Linked DNA regions of Arabidopsis thaliana: region 2 is linked to region 1. Evidence: chromatin contacts called from public ChIA-PET data. All regions are on one chromosome and are shown on one strand. Each heading gives the region's core, a stretch centred on a gene start, on an enhancer-like site or on the middle of the called end of the contact. The rest is flanking DNA. Distances are from core to core; before and after follow the strand shown.

Region 1 (3,294 bases), core at 422-2,921:
CACTCAAATTCTTATTGATTTGCAGACACAACCATTAGATTAATGAAGTGACATGCATAAACCACTGACGCTATCCTTTTTTGATATTTTGGTACTTACATGAAAATGCTCTTATGCAGATTGGAAAACCTTTTGTAGTTGCAAAATTAAAGGATTATCCTCAGTTTCAATCAGTGGCACTCGCGATAGAGAAATCCGGCTTCAAGGTTTGCACTGAGAACCCATTACAAGTTTTGTGCTGACACTCTTCTTTTGAAACTTATGAATATGCAAAACTGAATATAGATATGCTTGTTGCTCCGGCTTGCTCCTCTTCTTCCGTTCAGCATGTTGAACTACCTCTTATCTGTCACGCCAATTCGGCTAGGTCCATACTTGCTTTCTTCGTGGTTAGGGATGATGGTAATCTATTCTAATCCACCACTTCATAACGACTGCAAAATGTTTAAATTGTAAGATGGAAATAATACAGCTTGATACATTGTTAATTTGCAGCCAATAACACTTGCGTTAGTGTATGTTGGAACAACTCTAAAAGACCTTTCTGATGTAACTCACAAGTGGAGCGAGTTCTCGCCAGGTCGCTGGGTAAGATCTACACAAATTTTAATTACATTCTCAGCTTCTTGTTTCAATCTCTATTCTGACCTGTTTTCCGCAATCTGCAGGCGTTCTTGATTTCGAGCCTTGTAATATCCGGTTAGTTCGGCATAACTAATGTTACTAGTTCCTTCGATTGCGGCAGAATCACTAATGTTACAAGTTCCTTCTTCTATCTGTTTCTTTGCAGTGATATTAATGGTGTGTGTTACAAAGGTGGCGAAGGACGCTCTAAGAAAAGCTTTAGCAGAGCACGGAGGAGACATGAACGAAGCGGTTGCAGCCTTGCCGGAGCTGACCGTTACTGATGATGCTTCGACGGATTTAAATGAGCCTCTCTTGATAAAGATAGATGCACAACAACCTCAAGACCAAGTAAACCATAGTCATTAAAATTAAGATGATGAATACTTACTTTGTATAATCTTTATTTTAACATACAAAGCTTAGTTTTCTTGGTTTGTATAATAATAACATAGATTAAAAATTATTTTTAAAAAGTTATTTTTCTTAGTAACTTTGAGATGTAATTATTAGTTCACAGAGATTTAAAATATTGGATGAATAAAAAGAAACTAAATGGATTTTGGTTTGAGTTTCTAATTGCTCCAGCTAATCAGATATTTTGTTGACATTCACAAGCATTCTAAACATATCTATGACCTAAAAATGTTACAGGTATCTTAAAAATCTCCTAAACCAATATTCAATGAAGATTGTTGAATACGACTAAAGGTATATTTATTATACACAGAATCTGTTATGCATAAATTGAACCCATCAATTGAATATATGGGTATATTCATAACCAAAATTAGCTTTTATGATATTGGCTCAACTATTTTGGACTATTTAAAATCTCATCTTAATAACATAATTGGAAGAAAACCAAAATTAAGATGAAAACTTGTAAACTTTTATAAATGATCTGAATATAATTTACTAACATAATATTCAAAGTTAAGAACTTGTTGATATATGTGGTCAACTATAAAACACCACGTTTGAAATTCATAAGGTATTAGTTGATTTTTCATAGTTTTTCTCTATCAATAATGCTATTCGAAAAACGTCATGTATGTGTGTTTTCTAGATTTGAACAAGAAGAAACGGTCTTGTCTCTTTCGTTAGACGGTCATGTCTTCGGGAACATCCGATTAAAAAAAAAGTTACACGCGTTGACTTTTATTACAAAAATTGCAGTAAATCTGGCAGTAACTGCGTAAAGTAAAAATAATGTAAATAATAATCTTCACCGGAAGACAAATCTTTTGATCTGACTTTCGTCTCTCTGTCTCTCTTGTCTCGTTTCTTCAGAGGCTATGGGGATCTCCTTAAGCAAGCGTCGACGAGACAACAACAACAACCACCACCATCCCCACCACAATCCGCCGTACTATTACTCCGATCCTCCACCACAACAACCGCCGCCTCAAAACGGGTATAGCTACTCTCACAATTACCCCGTTTCAACTCCACAGCTCTCTCTTCCTCCACCACCGGCTCAGCCACCGTCTTCTTCTCAGCCTCCTCCGTCGCAGATTAGTTACCGACCGTACGGTCAAAACTACCATCAAAACCAATACTACCCGCAACAAGCTCCTCCGTATTTCACCGGTTATCATCACAATGGGTTTAATCCGATGATGAGGCCGGTTTATTTCGGTCCGACTCCGGTTGCGGTTATGGAACCGCCTGCACCTTATGTGGAGCATCAGACCGCTAAGAAGGTTAAGAACGATGTCAATGTGAATAAAGCTACGGTGAGGCTCGTAGCTGACGATCTTAACCCTGGTCATTATCTTGTTTCCTTCGTCTTCGATGCCTTATTCGATGGCAGGTATAACTTCTTCACTCCAAAATTTGAGTCAAGTTTCCGACTTTAGAACCAGAATTTGAATGAGATTGGCTAATTAGCGTAGAGGGGTCTTGTAGATTATACTGAATCTCAAATTTGGATCGTAAAGGTTCAAACTTTACATGATATGACTCATTTATTCAGTGAAAGTTAGGGTTTTTGCTGGGACGAGATTGATTAAAAGGAAACATCTTTACTCATGTTTCAGTTCTGAATTATGTGTTGCCACAATTTGGGATGAAAAAGGTTAAAATTTGACATGATCTAGGTGATGAATATGTGATTGGTTCAGAAACCAAACAATACAGGCTTCAGTTACATAACTGATTGATTTTAGGAGTTATTGTAGTTCATTTAATGGTTCGGAACTACTAAGCTAGTTAGCAACTGAATCAACCTTATTACTCTCCTGTGTTGCATACCAAGTTTAGGTATTAAGATTATCTGACGAGGAGTCTCATTATGTTACTTGTCTCATTTTCAGTTTCACTATCATATTTTTTGGAGAAGAGGAATCAAAGTGCACAATCGTCCCTCATTTACCAGAAGCTTTCCCACCAATCAAAGTCCCTTTCCAAAAAGGTGCCGGGCAGAAGTTTCTACAAGCTCCAGGGACAGGAATCGACCTAGGCTTCTTTTCACTGGATGATCTATCGAAACCATCACCAGAAGAGGTGTACCCACTTGTAATATCAGCCGAGACAGTAATATCACCAAGCTCGGTTTCAGAGGAACCATTAGTTCATAAGCAGATCACTCAAGCGGTTTTGGAGAAGACTAATGATGGATCTTTCAAAGTGAAAGTCATGAAACAGATTCTATGGATTGAAGGAGAA
Region 2 (3,294 bases), core at 252-2,751, 45 kb after region 1:
AAATTTTTTAATTATGATCAGCATGCAGCCAATTATTACATATAGATACCCAAGATGGCAAGATCCAACAATCATCGTACTAATTCGTTTTTAATTATATACTGATATACACAGAAATATTTGGATCACGTTGCTGTTGTATTTTATTTTTCTAAAAGAGGTTTATTGTTTATCTGACAAATCTTATTCTCTGGATGAAGTTAATTTATGTAAGAAAAGAAAGATTCATAAAGTTGATGATACTACAAACCAATCGTTGATGATAAATGTCCATTTAAATTAGGTTCAAGTTGCTTTCAGATCACAATCTCTCCCTCCCTCCTAGTTCATTGGCTCATAAAAAACACATATGATATTTTTTTCAAACTATAATAATACTATTTTAAAGCATGGGATAATAATTATACAAATAGTTAGAGAGTATGCTTTTGTTAGAAAAAACTAGAAAAACAAATATGTATACTGGTTTTGAAACACTCTTAAGATCGATTGTCAAAAAAAAAAAAAAAACACTCTAAGACAAATATAATTTCTCTAGTAATGGTTGGTGATTTAAATGAGAAAATAGAAAGAAAGTGGTGACACATCCGCTTGATTTAATTGACAGATTTGTTTCTCTTTTCGAAAAAAATTATCACCAATTAAATTTTTGTCAACGTTTTATTTATGTTTAAATAGACAGATTTTTTTCAAAGAAAATATCGATGGATTAAGAAAAATCATAACTTGTATAAATAGATTTTTCAATGGATAAAAAAAAAATCATATTTGCCCCAAAAAGAAAAAAATCATATACTGTACCCTTTATTCACACCCTACAAGTTATGTTTCCCACCTGTTAATTACATATTTAGTTTCAGTTATGATTTTTTGCTGGTTTTCTTATAAAGGGTAAACAATCAGGGGCAGAGATACATGCATAGCAAGGGGGTTAATTGACCCTTATGAATTTATAAAAACTATTTATTTATTTGTATTTTTAAAAGCAAAATTTATAAAAAAATAGTTTAAAATATGCTTATTGACCTCCATAAAAATTATTTTGAAATAGATTTTAGTCATTAGTTAAAATTGATCCCAATAAAATAATGACTAGCTCGGCCACTGCAAACAATATTACAATAGGGCGAAGTAATTGGTTAAAAAGTAAATACAATAAGTTGTAGAGTGTTAATAAACTAAAGTTGATGTTATTCTTTCTTTTTCATTTTTACGAAAAGTGGATGTTACCTTAAAAATGGTTACGTTAAATTTCAAATATAAATACATTTTAGGATTCGGTTTAAATAATTATAATTAGAATAATTTTTCAAATAAAACATTTTGATTTTTGAGAATTATTAAAAAGGAGGATGGATAAGACAAGAGACCACAAATGGCAAGATTGGTCCCACAATGTTAGAATCTAACGCTCCAGAATGATTCCATCTCTTCCGTGTGAGACCCACGTATTTGTGCTGCGTCACTGCCCATACGATGACGTATCGACGTTAATTTCAGTGTAATAAGAAGAAGAATCAAGAGAGAAGAAGATTCACAAAGACGAAATGACGTAAATACCCTCCATATCATCTCCTTCCCTTCCTATATTTAAACACCATCATACATCTCTCTCTCCTTTGTCTCGTCTTCCATGTCCGATATATCGTTACCAGAGAAAGAGAGCTCAGAGATTTAGTTAGCTTAATTTTTCTTTTCGTTTTGAAATTAAGGAAGTGATTGTTATCACCGGAGGAGAGAGAGAAAATGTTGGGAATTTTCAGTGGAGCTATAGTATCGCCGCCGGAAGAGTTAGTGGCTGCCGGAAGCAGAACTCCGTCGCCGAAAACAACCGGATCAACTTTAGTAAACCGGTTCGTCGAGAAAAATCCATCCGCTGTTTCTGTACAAGTCGGCGACTATGTTCAGCTTGCTTACAGCCATCACAACGAGAGTCCTCTCCGGCCTAGGTAAGTCTCGCCGGCGATTTTTCTTATGTTCATATCTATTAAAACTTGGCCTTTTACGATGGTCCCAAAGTTTCTACCGTCGGTTCGCTATGATCGGACGGTGATGAGATCATCGTCGAGCCTTTAAATTTCGCTGACAAATAAAAGTCAATTGCATATTTGCATGTATGGACCATATTTCATTTGATTTCGTCCGATTTTCTTATCTAATTTGTTTTAAGAAGATAGGGTATTAGTGAAAATTATCTAATTAGATACTAAATTTTGTAGATAATTTTTCTACTAGATTCCGAATTACATAATTGTGGTATTCTTTTCTTCAAAGCACTCCACTTAACTTAGGGTGATGTATGTTTGTGTTATGGTGTGTGGACCCAAACAATAATTTATAGAGTAAGTCCGAATAAAATTTTCTCAAATCATATATATCTTTTTAGAAATATGCATATACAAGGTACATCATAGGTAGCTTTATTGAAATGTACCGATCCAAATTTGTATGGATAATTCTTATTGGAAATTAAAAATGATAAATATTTATCCAAGTAAAGTTAGCTCATTGGTTAAAAAGGATTTCTTTCAATCTTCATGGAAACAAGATTTGAGTGAGATGATGTGAATAAACTAGAGATAATTTACATTAATTGTTACCTAGCAAACTTTGGACTGAAGATCCAAAATTTCTTTGATACCTCAAAATATAAATTTAGTAGTTGACTCTGTCGGTGACGGTGGTGGCACAAGGACACGTCTCAGAAGTTGTGTTAGTCACCAAAAGATTCACAAGCCTCTCATGACTCATTACTGAATTGGTCATGTACTTATGTCACTTAGAATCCGATCACAAAGAAAATATTAGCATAAGAATAATCAATATTAAAATTATACAGTCAAATTTATAAAATATAACCACAACCAATCAAACACCAAGATTCCGTATGTTGGCCATATTAAGTCCCAACCAACATTTTTTAAAACATAACTTCAACAATCACAACAATGACCGATCACTCAATCAAACAATAAATCGTGGCTAAATATTACATTTACAAATTTCTATATGGTTACAACTATAGGGACTGTATGTATTTTGGTTTTTGGATATGACCAAACTACAAAGACAACTTTGGTTGGTCCACCAAACCCTGCAATAAAATCCCACGACCATTAATAGCCTTATGCACAACACTCTATCTTTAGCTTTTACCCATATCAAGCATACCAATACATTCATAATTGCATGTCTATTTAAAGATTTGCTGCTGACTGATCGGTCTGACTATTCGCATTTATAACTTCAGTCAATTATTTGCAATACTATTCTCTATATTTTGCTCAAGTTCAG

The links. ChIA-PET counts read pairs in DNA pulled down with a chosen protein or histone mark.
Region 2: an H3K4me3 ChIA-PET map of shoot shows a contact between it and region 1, with 13 read pairs. The contact joins the promoter of AILP1 here to the promoter of LUL3 in region 1. A contact is called at or near these places in 15 of 26 Hi-C or Micro-C datasets (callus, cotyledon, leaf and 5 more), 2 of 2 datasets of contacts at active chromatin or transcription factors (seedling and shoot) and 1 of 3 other capture datasets (seedling).

The regions. Positions count from the first base shown.
Region 1 is chr5:6,376,478-6,379,771 of TAIR10.1, forward strand. It overlaps LUL3 (RING/U-box superfamily protein), which reads left to right and starts at 1,672. Exons shown (of 3, transcript NM_121913.3): 1 at 1,672-2,440; 2 at 2,943-3,294. The coding sequence starts at 1,923. AT5G19070 (SNARE associated Golgi protein family) reads left to right here. Exons shown (of 9, transcript NM_121912.3): 5 at 120-206; 6 at 286-402; 7 at 496-588; 8 at 669-699; 9 at 791-1,190. The coding sequence ends at 993.
Region 2 is chr5:6,421,652-6,424,945 of TAIR10.1, forward strand. AILP1 (aluminum induced protein with YGL and LRDR motifs) reads left to right here and starts at 1,502. Exons shown (of 5, transcript NM_001036823.1): 1 at 1,502-1,949. The coding sequence starts at 1,747. AT5G19150 (pfkB-like carbohydrate kinase family protein) reads right to left here. Exons shown (of 12, transcript NM_203082.1): 12 at 1,654-1,665.